2 separate regions of the Zea mays genome follow, and region 1 is linked to region 2. A link is a contact called in public Hi-C data. All regions are on one chromosome and are shown on one strand. Each heading gives the region's core, a stretch centred on a gene start, on an enhancer-like site or on the middle of the called end of the contact. The rest is flanking DNA. Distances are from core to core; before and after follow the strand shown.

Evidence for each region. A called contact is a pair of places that touch in the nucleus more often than the background predicts.
Region 1: a contact with region 2 is called in a Hi-C map of root tip, with 4 times the contacts expected there. The contact joins the promoter of LOC100279762 here to the promoter of LOC103634944 in region 2. A contact is called at or near these places in 10 of 25 Hi-C or Micro-C datasets (bundle sheath, ear, leaf and 4 more).

Annotation. Positions count from the first base shown.
Region 1 is chr8:23,442,466-23,446,641 of Zm-B73-REFERENCE-NAM-5.0, forward strand. LOC100279762 (putative protein kinase superfamily protein) reads right to left here and starts at 2,204. Exons shown (of 4, transcript NM_001152720.1): 1 at 1,845-2,204; 2 at 1-890. The coding sequence starts at 552.
Region 2 is chr8:23,282,385-23,286,643 of Zm-B73-REFERENCE-NAM-5.0, forward strand. It overlaps LOC103634944 (ethylene-responsive transcription factor TINY), which reads right to left and starts at 2,401. Exons shown (of 1, transcript NM_001371010.1): 1 at 1,179-2,401. The coding sequence starts at 2,246. The coding sequence ends at 1,479.

The DNA.
Region 1 (4,176 bases), core at 954-3,453, 160 kb after region 2:
ATATATACTCTTTGCAGATCCTCCTCGCTGTGGAGGAGGGCTTGCAAACCTCTGGCTGCTAGACTTTGCTTCCCTAAACACTTCGGAAGGCACAATACTAGGAAGGGGGGACTTCGATCTCGGTCTGGATCCATAAGCCTTGTGAGAACTATGCCCTTGATTTGACGGTGACTTGTTCAAGTAGCTCAGGAGCATCATCGAACTTGGGGTCTTGACCAGGCTCCTTGCTTTTGGAGTCTTGCAACTCTCTGAGATCATCTGGGAGCTTGAAGGAATCTCCAGGCTCGCCCTCTCGGGCTTGTTGACCTTTTCCCTGTCAAGCTGAGGCTGGGATCGAACTAGCGGCAAGCTAGCACAGTGCTTGAATGCAGTCCCTGTGTCTCCATCATCCCGATCAACAGGCATCGATACAGTCTTCTTCATCTTGAAGAATTTGTGCAGTTTCCGCTCAACATCCTTGCTAAGCGGAGCAACAGGTACTCTCCGGGGATCCACCCTAGCATAGACAGTATTGGAGAACTTGGTCCTGAGCCACGAGTTCTGCTCCTCCATAACGGCAAACAAGGGAGCTGAGAAGCACTGACGCGAGTGATCAGATTCCAACTTTGGAAGTCTGGATCCATAGAAACCACATGTTGAAGTAAGTGAAACTTCGAGCAGGGAGAAAGGAGCCTGTTAGCTCGAAACACCAACAGATGCCCTCAAACCAGGAATCGTGTCAATCACGATTAAAATCTGCAGTCGAATTCTTGCACCTGCAACAAGTTGTGAATCAGGCTGATAATCTACAGAGGTCTAGAGATTGCCCAATACAGAGGAACTGATCCTGGAACTTGAAGAGCTTGGTGGAGGTCCCAGTAGTCACGTACAGGGAGGGCTTCCCAAGAGTCCTAAAATACAGCAATAGGGAGGCAAAATTGTTAACAGAATCTGTTGAGCAACGGCAACTAATATATTGGCAATCATTGCACTAGAAAAATGGCTAGTTCAACGGTAGCAAGTATCCAATACACGATTCAAAATAATAGACACCAATAATTCAAAATTGCGGGCTGTTGACTCTTTCTAGTTTCTATTGTCACTGGGCGTCCCCAAAAAAACAGGTGTGAAACGGGTTGCAGACGCACGGTTTTTGACAAATAGTATATAGTACGCGTTGAAACATGAGGAACTGCAACAGCATGAGGATGACCGGCCCAAGCACGACGTCTGCGATTGACCAATCGCCAGACTGCGTACAATAGATCTATCGTTGTCAGGTTTATCCTTGCGACTTTCCATGGGTCGCCGCATCAAACAGTGAGCAATTGCAGCAGTAAATGCTTGCGAAGAAAACAAATGCACAAACAAAGGACGTCTTCTTATCCAAAAGTAGCATTCAGTCAAAAGGGGATTGCGGCTTCTAAAAGCCTGAGACATGCCTCACCCCAATGTAAAATCGACACGCAAATCAAAACTATTTCAATCTAATCTATCGAAAATGAAGAGTGATGATACTTGCTGGCGATCGAAAGCACGAACGGAACGCAAACCTCAAACGGAGTTGCGCGTCGATGGCGTCGAAAAGCGAGGAGTGTGTATAGATGCGCTTGCCCACCACAAGCAAAACCAATCTGGGGCTCAAAGGTAGAAACTTTAATAACAGCCAAGCCAAGCAACAACAACAAGATCGCGAAGGGACGATGAATCCTCGTCCATAGGACTTGCCTTTTGAGAAGGAAATCGACCAAAACCCGCCCACCCCGAGAGGTAAGCTGGCACTAGTCCTGGAAGGAACCACACACAAAAAGGAAAATCTTTCGAGCTGGCACCACAAAACAAAAAATCGGAGCTGAGAAACTAACCTCCCGGGGATCGCGGGCGGGCGGATGAGGCACGCGGAGAACCGGAACAAAATGCAGGGCTCCCGCCGCTCTTCCCGCTCCGGGTAGGTGGCCAGGGCCAGCAGCCGGAGCAGGAGAAGCAGACCGAGGAGGAGGAGCCGGGGATCTCAAGAGCGCATTGCGGGCGCGCACAAGGGAAAAATAAGGGCGCCTTGTGTGGTAGTACGGCGGCACCCTGCAAACGCGGCCCCGTGCCGGTGGGGTACGCACCGCCGTACGGCCTCTGCCCGCTGCGAGAGGGGCTTCGTTGAGAATGTAGCGAAGCGCAGGGGCCCCTCGTATCCTCCGAGGCTCCGACGAAGAAGATGACGACGACGGAAGCTAGGGCGGCGCACGCAGGCTGGCTGCAGAGTTCGATGGAGCCGCAGGTTTATGGTTTCCTTTCTTCTCTTGCTGGGCCCGTCAGCGTAAATACGGATACCACAGTTGGAGCCTGTTTAAACCCTGAGCCCTTGAATCAGGCTCGGTTTTCCAATTATAAGATTATCTAATAGAGTTGCATTTTTAAAATATAGAACCATAATATTAAAAGCCTCCTTCAACAGAGATTATGTATTTATGTTTAAGTTATAAAATTTTATTTATAAATTATAGATTTTTATTTTATATTTTATGAACTATGTAGTTTTTATTTGTTTAATTAAGTTTCATTAAAATGGCGTGTTTTATGTCAACTAAAAGTCTGTAAAAAGAAGCTAACATGGTAATGAGGTGGTTGTTAACCAATAATAAAGCTTGCACACTGGAGCGTCGCGTTATATAAAGATTGGTAATGGTCGATAGTAGAGTCAATAATACGGCTGATAGCATATACAACGGTAGATATAGGCCCCGTTTAATTTCATTAGTCCTAGTACTAAATGTTAGTATATATACTAAACTTTAGTCCATACCCTATTTGGTTATAGGGACTAAACATATTCTAAATATATTAAATGCAATACATAAATACTGAAATACCCTTTTCTTGTTTCACGCTAGTTTTTTAGGCAAGAATAATTGGAGTAAATATTGCTCTTTAGTCCCTTTTAGCACTCATATGAGAGACTAGAAACTGAAGCTAATTAGTTCATGATTTAATCCTTCTGTTTGTCAAACTAGGGACAAACAGATTAGTCCCTCTAATCAAACGGGGCCACCTACGGGATTAGAAGCAGCCTTAGGGCTAGTTTGGGAACACTAATTTCCCATGGGATTTTCATTTTCCCAAGGGAAATTAGTTCATTTTCCCTTGGGAAAATGAAAATCCCATGGAAAATTAGTGTTTCCAAACTAGCCCTTAGATCTTTTTTTTTTCTTCTTTTGACAATTTTCCCAACTCCTAGTAATGTGTATACTCGTGTTTACCATTAGGTCATCTTGAAGGGGAACTATCTTTTTGTGTGTGCGTAGAAAGTGATTCTGCAAAGTGAAGCAGCAACTCTGTTTGACTCGATCCCAATCGCATCTCATCATGCTCTAATTAATTCCTCCATCACATGCTTAAGCGTAGGGATCCCAAAACTGTTGGGACTCGCAGCCGGGGGTGGACGAGTTCAGCAGTCCCCAAGATTCCTGCTGCACCACGCTAGCTAGCAGCACCGTTCGTTGACGCCAGCCACAAGGTCCATTCCACCGAAGTTCGTTTGACTTCGGCTTTCCCCTAGCTCACACTCTGTCACATGCATGAGGACAACGAAAGAGGGGAACCACTGGCCACTGCTGCTGTTTGTTTATATATGTGATTATTTATGTCTGCTTATGATCCTGAAGAATCCACAGTTTCGGAATTGGACGATGTATATCATTGACAGTTTCAGAGGATGGAAATCCTGTGGCAAGTGAGATGCTACTGCCATTTGAGGTTCAGAAGCGTCGGAGACGGGCCTGAGACGAGGAACGGAGATTATTTTCAGTTTTGGACCGGTCAGCTCGTAATCACCGAGCCTACCACTTAGCTACAACTCAGTTATTATATGTAGATTTCAGATATAAATCCTAAATCCTTCTATCAATAATAAAATGACATAAGGAGGATATAGATGGACTCGTTTCTCGTTTTTTTTTCCTACAAGGACGCAAACATAAAGAGACAAGACACAATATTGGATGATCTCTTTTTATTCATTATTAGGGTGCACAATTTTATTATATAGAACGATAGAACTCTTAAGAGTATATTTGGTATTAGCCCACTAATCTTTCGCAGGGTTTTCTAGCATTTTCTCATAGATGAATACCACAACGAACTCATATCTCGTTAAAACTACAAAAATACTAGTGACAAGAAAACTGGAGAGAAATAGCGTATAAT
Region 2 (4,259 bases), core at 1,151-3,650:
AAAAATAGATTAAGTACATACACTGAGAGTCTGAGAATTGAGATAGCTCTGAGCCTTTGACCCATAAAGGACATGGTTTTTACTTTTTAATTTTTTTTCCTTTTCTTTGGCGAGAGAAGGAAGGACACGCAGTTAGTGGCAGTCATGTACAGGAGGATCTTGGGTTGTTGGTAAACTCTCGAGGTAATCCTATGGCCGGCGTACACGTGTGCGTGCCCAGATGGCATGGCATGGCACCTTCTCTGTCGAGCATCTGCCGTGTCGCTGGACGGTACTAGTCCTAGTCCTACAGCTAGTACAGCAGTAGTTTTCAAGACCGTTAGCACACACGACACGGACAAACACACAGGAGGTGTGTGGTTTGCATGTCCTGCACTGTCCAAACCTCCATCGCCAGTCGGCAGCCGTCTACCTGTCGTGCCGGCGTGCAAGAGGAGGCAGGCACACCTGGCACTCCACGAAGACGACAAGGACCACGACCTGCTGCAAGCTTGCTCCGCGCAGCTGCTGCCTGCAGCTAGCGTAGCCGACCCAGGGCAGCTCAGGAGAACACGCCACGGTGGTGCCTGCGGCTAGAGAGAGAGAGCAAAAAATATCCGTTCTTTGTCGCGTCCACTGACATGAACATGCTCGCAATGGCCAGAGGTGCACGGCCAGCCTATTGCGTGCAGGGGCCGACAGAGATATCAGTCGGTTCGGTGTTGTATTATCACGATAGCTTTTCTCTTTGCAACGCCTCCCGCACGGCACCATTGACTCCCTAGCTGCGACGGCGAGATCCGGCCGGCCTGCCGGAGTGGAGCCCCGTCCACCGCCAGGTGCGCCCGGGGAAGGAGACAGAGATGTCTCAGACAGCTGCTTCTTCCCACAATTACTAATGCCGCTGCCTCCTGCAGTCCTGCTTCCTTCCAGGGTTTAGCTTCCCGTCTTGGCAGCCTCCAGCCAGCTCCATGGACTATGGAAGGAAGCTGCGGCCAGCAGAGGGTAGGGTTTCGTTTAAAATTCAAAGGATTTTCTTTTTTTTTTTAAAAAAAATATGAAATCCAGGAGGAGTCGGGGGACCAAACCAAATCTCCGTGGGATCTCCGAGTTGTGCAGAGTGGTCGATCGGGCCAATGCTTTGCTTTCAGAAAAAAAGTGGTTTCGCATGCACAAAATGACACAAAAACAAATGTGCAGGATCCGGCCGGAATCAGTGCTTCCATAGTAAACCTGTCGTTTAATCTTAACCCCCTTTCGTGGGTAACAGTGTCGCACGAAGAAATTACGAGCTAGTTTTTCCTTGCGTTGGGAGGAGAAGGAATGGCAGTGTTCTTTTTTTTCTCTCTCTCTCTCTCCTTTTCACGGATAGAATAACAGGATGAAAACAAGTGAAAAAAAGAAGACAAAGACCACACAGGCTTGCACTGGAAAACAAACACGAAACAGAGAACCAGAACGGTTGAAGGCCATGCACAAGCGAGGCGAGGCGAGGCGAGCTAGTAGTCGTCCCACAGGAGAGGGAGAGGGTGGAAGCCGGCGGCGATGTCGAGCCCATCGCACGGCGTCCACGGCCACGGGTGATCGGCGGACGGCCCCAGCTCCACCACGTCCTCCACCCACAGCGGCGCCAGCTCGTCGAACACCAGCTCGGCGGCCACCTCTAGGGGCTGCCGCTCAGGCTCAGGCTCGTCGTGCGCAGCGGCGCCATCTCGCCGCTGGCCGCAGCCGCCGACGTCCGCCGCCGCCGAGGAGGAGGATGAGGACGAGGTGGCGGTGGCGGTAGAGCCGCCGCCGCCGCCGCCACCGCAGCAGCAGCAGCCTGCGGACGAGTGGTGCATGAGCGCGGCGCGCGCGGCGGCGGCCTGGACGTCGCGCGGCGCGAGGGAGGCCGGGCGCGGGAGGTGGCGCGCGAGGCCCGGGAAGTTGAGCACTGCGCGGGCGCCCTTGACGCTGAGCGCGGCCGCGTCGTGCGCGCGCGCCGCCATCTCCGGGCACGGGAAGGTGCCCAGCCAGATGCGCGACTTCTTGCGGGGCTCCCTGATCTCCGACACCCATTTGCCCCACGCGCGCATGCGGACGCCGCGGTACGCCGGGGCGGAGCTGGAGCTGGACCCGCCGTCGTCTGAGCGCGGACGTTTCTTGCCGCCGCCCGATGCGGCGGCGGCGGCGGCGGAGGGCGCCGCGCGCGGGCTGGTGGACGTGGAGGGTCCGGACGAGCAGGAGGACGTGCACGAGGTGTCGGAGCTCGGCTCGCTCATTGCCATATACACTACTATACGACACCGAGCTGGAGGCTGGAGCAGTCGATCGGGTATGTGTGTATGATGATCGAGCAAGAGATGGAGACAGAGAGGAAAGACGTGGTGCAATGGTGGCTAGCTAGTTAGCTGCTGTAGAGATCGAGAGGACGGACACGGACACGGACGGACCTGCCGGGGGGGTTGCTGGGTGTTTAAGTAGGGCAAGCCGGGAGGAGAGGAAGGGGAGTCGCGCGACGCGTCAGGTGTGCGAGGGACCGACCGATCCATCTCGCGCTCCCGCACGTAACAGTGGTGGCAACAGCGACGCGGCAGCGGACAGCAGCGCTGCCCTCGCCATGGCCATTATTACTGGCGATCGATCGACATGGACGGCGCGCGTCTCGGTCTCAGGGGAGGCTCTGGCCGGCCGGGCTCCGGCTGGCTGGCTCTGGCTGCAGTACACGCACGTGTCCCTGCCGGCCTGCCCTGCTCTGCGGCGGGCGTCTCCGAGTCCGACGATCCGATCGATCGACGACCCCGGGCGCAGGCGCAGCTGGCTGGGTAGGCATTTACTGGTCAACTCGATCGGCGTCTCCGATCCATGTCCCGCCGGCACGAGTGCATGCGGTGTGCTCGCGCGCACGCTCACGCCATGCCGCCCGCCATTATCCACCCATATCGATCGATCCACCGCGCCCATACGATCAGCTGTCGTTCCACAGAACGCACACATGCTACTGCACTGCTATTTACTACTCCAGCATTTTTATTTATTATTTTTTTAAACAGCAACGGGGAGGGACGAAGTGTCCCTGGTTAGGGCTCATTCGTTTTCTCTCCAATCCATATAGATTTCAAGGGATTTGATAAGTTTCAATTCATATCAAGTCAAAATCTCTACTAATTTTTTTAATTCCATCCAATCTATATGATATATGAATAATCAAATAAGACCTTAAGTGGTTATATTACCACATGTCCACATATGCCAGAGCCAAATGGCCAGGCCATTCGGTACAGTGTAAGATTTGTAGAGGGGAAAGAGAGGTAGAGAGAGAGAGCCAAAGCATATCTAGTACACTGTCAATTGGGTTTCTCTTATTTCTTTTATAAACTAAAATCTATTATCGAACTCGACTCCACTCCACTCGGTATGTCTACATGTGTTTCTACCTATCGATTAAAAGTTTTGCACTATAAGTTCCAATTCTCTACTAGCATGGTATGTAATTCTAGTAATATGAATGTTCGAATATAATTACTCGAATATAAATACTAAAAGTATAATAAAGAATCAAACGCCTCGATTTTTACCAAGGTATCAAAAAAAAGTCGGTTACTAGTCTCTAATAGCACGTCCTCGTTGCACATGGCATCTTGCCATCTTTGTGCCCCCTGTTTTGGCCTCAATATTATTGGTTGCAAGCCGGTCTTCAAGCTCGAATGCGAACTGGATGGTTCTATTGATTGTTATAAGGCGCTCTGATGGCGAAGGGGTTCTGTTGAGTACCAAATTGAGGACTGGACAATTCGGCCCTGGGGTCAGACGGTCCGCGGTTCGGACGGTCCGCACTGGTGGTACGGACGGTTCGTGCGTGCGCAGAGTAGATTAAGGTTCCGAGTTTTGTGCTACGATTGTTAGCTAAATTCATGGAATTAGCTCGGGAGATTAGTTTGTAAAAAGTCTACCCCCTCCTCTATAAATACAGAGGATTACGGCCGATTTGGAATCAATCAATCGAACCTACAATCAATATAATTTACGTTCTATCTTAGGAGTAGTTCTAGTCTAGTTCTAGTTTAGTCTTCCAATCCCCAAAATCTCCGCTTCTACTCGACTCTACGTCGATTAGAGGAGTCTAGGTCGGCCTGCCGAGCCTAGACAACTCCTAGGATCTCTCCTCCCCCCCCCCGACGGGGTCCCTCCCGGGAGCGAGATCCAGGCGCCGCCGACGACCTTCGCCGCCCCTGCACACGCGCGGAACGTCCGGCCCCAGTGCGCGGACCATCTGGCCGTCAGGCAGAGAACCCTAGCCC